3 separate regions of the Sus scrofa genome follow, and regions 1 and 3 are each linked to region 2. The links are chromatin contacts, called in public Hi-C and HiChIP or PLAC-seq maps. All regions are on one chromosome and are shown on one strand. The core of a region is the stretch at or near the end of the contact, and the rest is flanking DNA. Distances in the headings are between cores, read along the strand shown.

Region 1 (2,700 bases), core at 186-2,685, 130 kb before region 2:
CGAAATGAACACAAGCTTGTACATCAACTATACTTCAATGAAAATGTTAAAAAGTGAGACAAAGTAACTTGCATTCAAGTGGGAGGTATATGGATGTTCTTTGCGCTGTTTTATTACTTCGATATATATGTAAACTTTTCTCCCCCAATAAAAAGCAGAGAACAAATGAAGAAACCAAAACAAATTGTGTACTAACAGACTCTACCCTTCATAATGGTGCTTTGATAAGTTTTGAAGATTATAACAAATTGTATGTATGTATAAACTTCGACTGTATAATATACAGATAGAGATACATACATGCATATGGATATTCACAGCTTTATACGCTCACCCGGGTCCCCCCCTCAACGTGGAAAGGCACATTTGGGTTGTAAAGACACGAGATTCTCCCAGGATGGAAAACTTAGAAAGTCCTCAACATGGTGCCCTATTGACTTGCCTTTGTGCTGTGTGTGTGTGTGTGTGTGTGTGTGTGTGTGTGTGTGTGTGTTGTGGGGAGCGGGGGTGCGTTCCCCTTGAGACCCAGGCTAACAGATCGGCTTTGCCGATGACCTCGCAGGAGCATGAGACAGATGTGGAGATGAGCCACGTGTCGCTGGAGTGTGAAGCCGCTCTTTTCTTAATCTTGATTTCTGCGCTTTTGGGGCTTGAATATCGAAGACCAGTTTCACGTTTTATTTAGTGCAGAAGTAGCGACTCTGAGAACGGGAGTGGAACAACGGATCATTCTTAGTGGGAAGGGATATGACTTCCGAAAGAAGGCATCCAGTGGGTGATTGGAGGTTCCTTAGTACCGTGAGAGTAGGTAGGCGTTTTCATAGACGAAAATACATATAATTGATGTTCGCTTTTTCTCCTTACGACTGGTGGGAGTTGTATAATAGAAACAGCTTCCGGGAGAGCTGTCCTTTTATTCCGTTACTATTGTGTAGACCTTCCCAAAGTCCTTTCCTCTGGCATTAAATGGCACTGTTTTCCAAAGCGGAATATTTCATTGTTCCCAGTTGACGGCAAGCTGAGTGTAGTCTGCCGGCCACACTCCCCCCGTAGCGTGAAAAGGAACAGGTGTCTGTCCAGAGTTCTGCCTCTGGCTCGGAGGGAAAATTTAGGATGCGACTACAGGAACAAAGAGATGTATACACTCAATAAAATTCTTTTCTGCCAACCTCATTACCTTGATCTGAAAAAAAACAAAAAAAAAAAAAACCGACGGAAAAAATAGAAATGAACCTTATAGGGAATTATCACGACCCCTGAAAGGCTCTAGCCAGCCTTTTAAAGTGATGTGTGTGTCTGTATATTCCATATATATGATGGAATTGCTTGAAAAATGGCTAAGTATCTTAAATCTGTGTCGTCTAAGTTACATCAAGTAACCTTTCCAAAGGCTGATCTAAGCAGCTCTGTCCCCCCAGCAGGAGTTTGGAAGAGACACGTTAATAGCGCCATAAATCACAATCGCCCCAAGTCAGCTGTCTGTGAAATAATCGGGCCATTAAATATGAGACGGGTAAGAAGTGGAAACTTTTCAAATGAAGTATCCGTAATTGAGGACGTGAACTTGAAGGGATGATACTGTTATATTTAAGAAAAAATTAAATGTGCCCTTTACAATTGAAAGGCTAGTAATAAAATGACAAAATGAGATTAATAACGTTAAGCAGGAGCCCGCGAAGTACAAAATGAAATAAGAGGAAATGCCTTAATGTGGATTGACAAAGCGTAGCAGAGGGCTTTCCTTGAGTCATCAACAAATTATAATTTACTCTCTTTAATAACAAGTCTATAATATGCAAGATGTAGTCGGTCATAGCCGTGCTTGGCTTATGAAAAGAATTCAACTTGAAATGAAAGAGTGAGTTTTGGTGAATCTCCTAAGGAAGCAAATTAGCTTAATGTTATTTTATTTCAAGTTATCATTTTGGTGCTTTTGCATTTTGTGCATTCAGTGCACAAAATAATTTGGGTATATGTAGCTTAAAATAGGGCATTGATACGTAGCTCTAAAATAAATATTAAAATCCCTACTTTAGATAACGAAGAAGCTGTAGCCCCTCATAGCGGTGTTGTCATCAAACTTTTAATTACAACTAACTTTCTATATTATTAATTTCTATCTTTGAGGATTACAATTTCCATTTGGGGTAATTACGATGGGCTTTTTAGAAGCACGAACATCACTGAGTAAGTCATTTCATTTTCTTTCTCCACCCATTTAGCACATCCTGTTTCCACGTTCCACTCTGCAGTCGTTTATGAAATTTTAAAAAGGACTAATGGAGTTCTTGAGTGTGCCAGGGCTTCTGCTAGACACTGGGTACACCCACCGAGGGAGAAGTGGGCTCTGTCCCGGAGGAGCACAGGTGTCGGGGAGGGGATAGGGCATCACCTGGCCTGACAGGTACTGTGGATGGGAAGCTGGAAGGATGGGAGCCCTCGGCCCTCGGCAACCCGTTCAAGTTTGGATGCTGGTCCTGGGTTTGGGGAGTGGAAGAAAACCTTAGACCAGGGTGAAGAGGCTTCGGCGATGAGGGGAGGGATGGTTCCAAGCCTGGGATGAGAAAAATGCAGAGCAGTGGTGTTAGGAAATTCTCCCAAACATCTAACGAAGATATAGTATTATACTTATTAAAACTTTTCCTGAAAATAGCTGAAGATGGGGCATTAGCAAACTTTTTTTTTTTTTTTAGGGTTGCA
Region 2 (2,700 bases), core at 55-2,554:
AGCTTGCGAAACTAGGACATGGAGATGAGCAGATGTGAGGCAAAGCCTTGTGGTGTCACCGAGGATGGTGAAGAGCGGGTGAAGCAGGTACGCTTTGGAGGGGAAGCCGGAAAGGAGCCCTGAGCTTGGCGTCCTTCACCTCAGGTCATGGCGGAGAACCCATGTGCCTAGTTTTGTTTTCCTTGGGTCTGTGTGTTTATCCACCGGAACCCAGTACCCATCTAAAAAGGGGATGGTTAGCCTGACTCGCTGTGAGCCCCACACTCACCTCGCTGAGTGCATTCATGAATATTTAACACATTGAAGGTGTGCCATTATTATTCATTAAATTGTATTGAATTCGTCTGTTTTATATGCTTCATCAAAACTTGCTGATTGGAGCAAGAAAATGTCCTTTAAATTTTGACAGTAGGCTTTTCTTTGTGTATGGATTGGAGAATAGTGATTGAATTCCTTTTTGAAAACGGAGTTCTGTGTATTCATGCAACAAATATTATTCGAGTGCCTAGTTTAGGCAGGTATGAGTCTAGGCACTGGGCTGTGCCTTTACACATGGCTTTTCTTTTTTAAAAAAGCATTTTGGGAGTTCCTGTTGTGGCTCAGCAGAACGAATCTGACTAGTATCCATGAGGACGCAGGTTTGATCCCTGGTCTTGCTTAGTGGGTTGAGGATCAGGCGTTGCCATGAGCTGTGGTGCAGGTCGCAAACATGGCTCAGATTTGGTGTTGCTGTGGCTGTGGTGTGGGCCAGCGGCTACAGCTCCAATTCAACTCCTAGCCTGGGAACCTCCATATGCCACGGGTAAGGCCCTAAAAAGACAAAAGAAAAAAAAGCATTTGGTGTTACAACATGTATAGCCAAAGTGTTCAGCAATTAATGTTTAATTCTTTGGTCTCCATGTATAGAAAACTCTGGATTCAAAATTAAGACATACAGACAATGGTTTCCCTAGGGTTTTGATCCAGTGTATCTTCATAATCTATGAAGATAGTCATAGAATCTAATATAACCTATTATAGCAGATCTATGAATCTATTATAATTCAGGAATAGTTCAAATCAGGATTCTAGAAAATTCCATGGTTATAAAAACAGACAGCACTTAGTGTTCATGATTGTTCTGTGTACAGAGGTCAAATGTTTTAGCAGAGATGGTTTCCTCTTTCCAACAGCAGTGACTGGGTCAGGTTGGTCCTGGCAGTCATATTTAACTCTCTTTTCCATTACTTCAAAGTAGCTCCAAGGTTAGGGAGAACTGAAGTTCCAAGTGGACAGATTATGTAAGCTCATATTTATAGTACCAGCTTTGACAGAGCAGTAAGTCAGCTACTGACCTCATCTGCACTGCCTCCTTCCCTGAAGCGGCCTTGAGCAGCCAGGATCAGGTGCCATCCCTTGTCACGGTGCTCTGTGGGGTCCACGGGGTCCGAAAGGCCACACCTGGACCTTGTGTCACTCCAGGACTAGACCAGCGAGGTACGTCTCATGCTGGAGACTTCATGGGACCATCTTGGGAGGTATTATAAAGGCGTGTATTTACAGGTTTTAGGCAAAGGAGCCAATGACTCTTTTCAAAATAAAGAGAAAAGAAACCCTGCAGAAGAAGGAGAACTTACGCTACAGCTGTTTAATAAAACACAATTTGACACCACACATATTTTGCCACCAAAGTTGGAAGTGAACGCTCAGGATTTCGGCCGGGACATAGTACTTGTCTTGTTAGGCCTTTGGAAACTATGTTTCTAGAACTACAGTCAATGTTTGTAGTATTTTGCAGCCCCACCTGTAATTAAATGAAAATTAAAAATGGTCACATTTAATAACATCGATAAAGTGTGATCTGATAGAGTTAAGGGGAGAACGTGGCTGATGGCAACCTGTGCCTTCTTCGTAGGGAAGAGAGGTCTGTGGGACCAGGGGGCTGGTGTGGCCGCAGACCAAGCTCGTCAGAGTGTCCCAGGCGTCACTTCCCGTCTGCCCTTTACCACAAACCATTGTTGCTTCGTCCACCGTCACCGTGGCCAATAGTAGTGTCCTTCAGAGTGCCTCATTCAGGGGCAGGGTTGTGTGCTGAGCAGCCCCCCTTGTTTGCTTCCGCCAACATTTGGATAAAATCAGCAGCCCCATGTTAGCGCGGGCCTGCGTTGCCTCCAGCAAGCGACTCCCAGAGGCTGAGCGGCTTCTATCTTGAATCCGTCCTGGGCCTCGTTTTCCGGCCTCACCCCCGCTGCCCTTCATCTCTCGGAGGCGAAAGTCAAGCCCATGGGAGCCCAGAAGCCGTCCCTTCTGCAGCCCCACTGGGGGCTGTAAACAGCTGATGGTGCTGGGACGTGACCCGGGAGTCTGACCTCTGGTCAAAATGGGTCCACTCCACACTTTGTTTCGCCTTTTGTGGTATTTTTCCCAGATGCAAATGGAATTTGCAAGGAATGTCTAGAGAGTAAAAACCATGTTTAAGAAGGGGCTACTTGTGCTATAAGATTTGGGGAGCAGAGGGAATGAAAAACGTTAGCAGAGGTCTTTTGCAGAATAGTGGTCTCTCCCTAAAAGAACCCTTCTGCATAAGCCATAAAAATCGGAAAAGCTGGAAAACTAATGCATCGCATTAGCACTGAGGCCACCGTTGGGACCGCAAAGCGGTGAGTTTTGACTTTTGTCTTAAGTCTCACGTCCTGCAGTAAAAACCATTTCTGTGCACCG
Region 3 (2,700 bases), core at 34-2,533, 170 kb before region 2:
TTTATTATAATAAAATAAAAATAACTTTATCATATTGGGCCTGATAAAGATTAATAGAGCAAAGAAAGGCAAGGGAGAATTCAGAAGGCGACCTGTCTTATGTGGCAGAGGCAGAATTAAAACTTAGAGAGGGTGGACTGGACTGATTCAGTAGGTGACAAAATGAATTCATGAAATAAATGAGCAAAAGAAGGAAATTGGTTTTTCTTATGAAAAAGTCAGATTCCTACTTATTCCGCATAAAAATATGAACTCTCGATGGGTTAAAATCTAAAGAGGAAAAGCAGGCCATTAAGATTTTCTTACAACTCTAGAGGGAAGCCTCTTTAAAACATTGTGTAGGGAAGGGTTTCTTAAATAAGGCATGAAGAAAAAAAAAAAAACAGGTTTTTTTTTTTTTAATTATGAGAGAAAATTGATCAAGAAAGGAAAGACCTATCCCAATTATTTTTGTTTATTTGGAGATGCTCAAGAAACACCCTTCCATATGTGCCTAAGGAGACATGTAGATGAATTGGTTGGGATCAGGGAATTACAGTATTTTATTCAGTGAAATACTAAATAAGAGTCCAGTGAGTTAATAGTTCTACGTAATATCAACACGGAGACACTTGGGAAGCGTAGTGCTGCGTGCATGGAAAAGGAAGTTGCAGGATGATGCTAATTTGATAAGCATCTATTCTTTGAGTATTTACAGATGCAAGTATTAAAAGAATTAAAAAAAAAACATGAATGAGAAGAAAAATGTACTGATTTGCACCTGTTGGTTTTTTACAGGGAAGGAGCGAAGATAATGAGGGGGAGACTTCAGCTGTAACTTTCTCAGTGTGTGTGTGTGTGTGAGTGTGAGAGAGAGAGAGATAAAGATACCCTGTGTGAAAAAGTAAGATTGAAAGCTAATATGCCGTAACGTTCAGTGTATGAGGCATGCTCATGGGAGGCTGTCATCTTATGTGTTGTACTTTTAAGAATTCTGTTGTGTTATTTTTGTTGTTGTTTTTGTGTGTGTGTGTGTGTGTGTGTGTGTTTTGGCTGCACCCATGGCATGTGGAAGTTTCCGGGCCAGGGATCAAACTCATGCTGCAGTTGTGACCTGCACCACAGCTGCAGCCATGCTCGATCCTTAACCTGCTGCTGTGCAAAGGAATGTCCTGGTTTTAATAGTGTTTTACATTTTAGAGTAAAATTTTGAAAAAAAAAAAAAGAACATCAGTTATGCCTTTGACCTGGATTTGCTGCTCTGGACTGTGGGTCCCAGCCCAGCTTTTAGAGTCCGACCCACTTGTGGGTCTCCCAGTGGCTCTGAGCGGGTTGGCTGTCTCTCCTGCTGCTTCCTGTCCTGCAGTCTCTGTGGCGTGATTGTTCAGATCATGGAAAAACAACCCTTCTTTTTAACCTGAATGTGTGCGATTGCTAGTTCTAATAAAACGTGTTCTATTTTTCAAACTTTCGAAATACTGTTTCTTGAGCACTCTGCACATGCCAGGGAATCTAATACTGAGCGATGGTAAGAGCTGTCACCGCATCCATATTTAACAGGGAATGAAGATGCATTCAAAAGGTTCAAAGAATGTGATGACTTAAGAGAAATAGCTAGAGGGTGATATCATTACATTTTCTTGGAATAAATACTTGGGGTATTAATTAATGGCCTCAGCCTTAAATTCTGTAAAGTGATTGTTATTAATATTTGAATATTAACTGTTTTCTTTGGTTCCCAACTATTCAAAAAAAAAAAAAACCCAAAAACCTCAAACTGTTGACAAAATATTTGGGAATGAAGGATTAAAATGAAGGCAGCTTGGTCTTCGAACTTTACATATGCATGTTGTTGAGTTCGATATGGTTGTATTTTCGACAGTTTTTTTTTCTTCATTGCTTTTGAGGGCCCCCCTGCAGCATATGGAGGTTCCCAGGCTAGGGGTCAAATAAGAGGTGCATCTGTGGGCCTACACCCCAGCCACAGCAATATAGGATCTGAGCCCCATCTGTGACCTACACCACAGCTCAGGGCAGTGCAGGATCCTTGACCCACTGAGCGAGGCTGGGGATCAAACCCACATCCTCATGAATACTAGTCAGGTTCTTAACCCACTGAGCCACAGTGGGAACTCCAATTGACAATTTTTTTTTAAATTGACCTATAATGATCGTGCTTGTAACATTAGCATGGAAGAATTGAATGAAATATCTGTAGATTGATTCAAGCCCTGCCGTTCTCTTCCATCAGTGACCTTCCGCCTGCCTTCTTTTAAGGTACGTGCTTTCCTTCAGACCACAGTCAGTGTGCTGAATGCAGAAACTTGGTCAACATCTAATGCTTTGCATTCCAGATTCTCTTCATGCTCCATGTCTTCGAAGAAGATGAAACTCAGCATCTAGATACATATCTTTGTCCCTATTAGAGATGCGAAGACACCAGGGCTCAGTAGGGTACTTTTGGATGCCTTGCACTCTTAAGTTGTGCACATGAACTCCAGTGGTTGCCTTAGACACTGAAAGCTTTATAGTTTGGAGGGCATCTCTCTGCGGGCTTCTGGTGCAGCCCCTAAGCTTTCATCTGGTTATTTGTGAGCTTCACAGTAGGGAGAGCACAGAAATTCTAGATCTCACCGGGTGGGGCTTGGGGGGGGGTCCCTCAAAGTCGAGGCCCACGTATTGTGATTTTAAACAGCCGCTTGTCTCAGCCAAGATCACGAG

Evidence for each region. A called contact is a pair of places that touch in the nucleus more often than the background predicts. HiChIP or PLAC-seq counts read pairs in DNA pulled down with a chosen protein or histone mark.
Region 1: a Hi-C map of skeletal muscle shows a contact between it and region 2, with 9 times the contacts expected there. The contact joins two enhancer-like sites. A contact is called at or near these places in 2 of 47 Hi-C or Micro-C datasets (both in skeletal muscle) and 1 of 2 datasets of contacts at active chromatin or transcription factors (skeletal muscle).
Region 3: a contact with region 2 is called in an H3K27ac HiChIP or PLAC-seq map of skeletal muscle. The contact joins two enhancer-like sites. A contact is called at or near these places in 1 of 47 Hi-C or Micro-C datasets (skeletal muscle) and 1 of 2 datasets of contacts at active chromatin or transcription factors (skeletal muscle).

The regions. Positions count from the first base shown.
Region 1 is chr16:74,649,351-74,652,050 of Sscrofa11.1, reverse strand. The region is part of intron 2 of ADCY2 (adenylate cyclase type 2); the gene reads left to right. Among named protein-coding and RNA genes, the nearest start is that of ADCY2, 79 kb to the left of the region's middle. Within about 2 kb of position 1,435, at least 1 of the 83 cell types and tissues checked has an H3K27ac peak or open chromatin away from gene starts, as enhancers often do. A contact at or near this core is called in skeletal muscle, where this site is marked.
Region 2 is chr16:74,515,910-74,518,609 of Sscrofa11.1, reverse strand. All of the region lies in intron 4 of ADCY2 (adenylate cyclase type 2), which reads left to right. Among named protein-coding and RNA genes, the nearest start is that of ADCY2, 210 kb to the left of the region's middle. Within about 2 kb of position 1,304, at least 1 of the 83 cell types and tissues checked has an H3K27ac peak or open chromatin away from gene starts, as enhancers often do. A contact at or near this core is called in skeletal muscle, where this site is marked.
Region 3 is chr16:74,689,469-74,692,168 of Sscrofa11.1, reverse strand. All of the region lies in intron 2 of ADCY2 (adenylate cyclase type 2), which reads left to right. Among named protein-coding and RNA genes, the nearest start is that of ADCY2, 39 kb to the left of the region's middle. Within about 2 kb of position 1,283, at least 1 of the 83 cell types and tissues checked has an H3K27ac peak or open chromatin away from gene starts, as enhancers often do. A contact at or near this core is called in skeletal muscle, where this site is marked.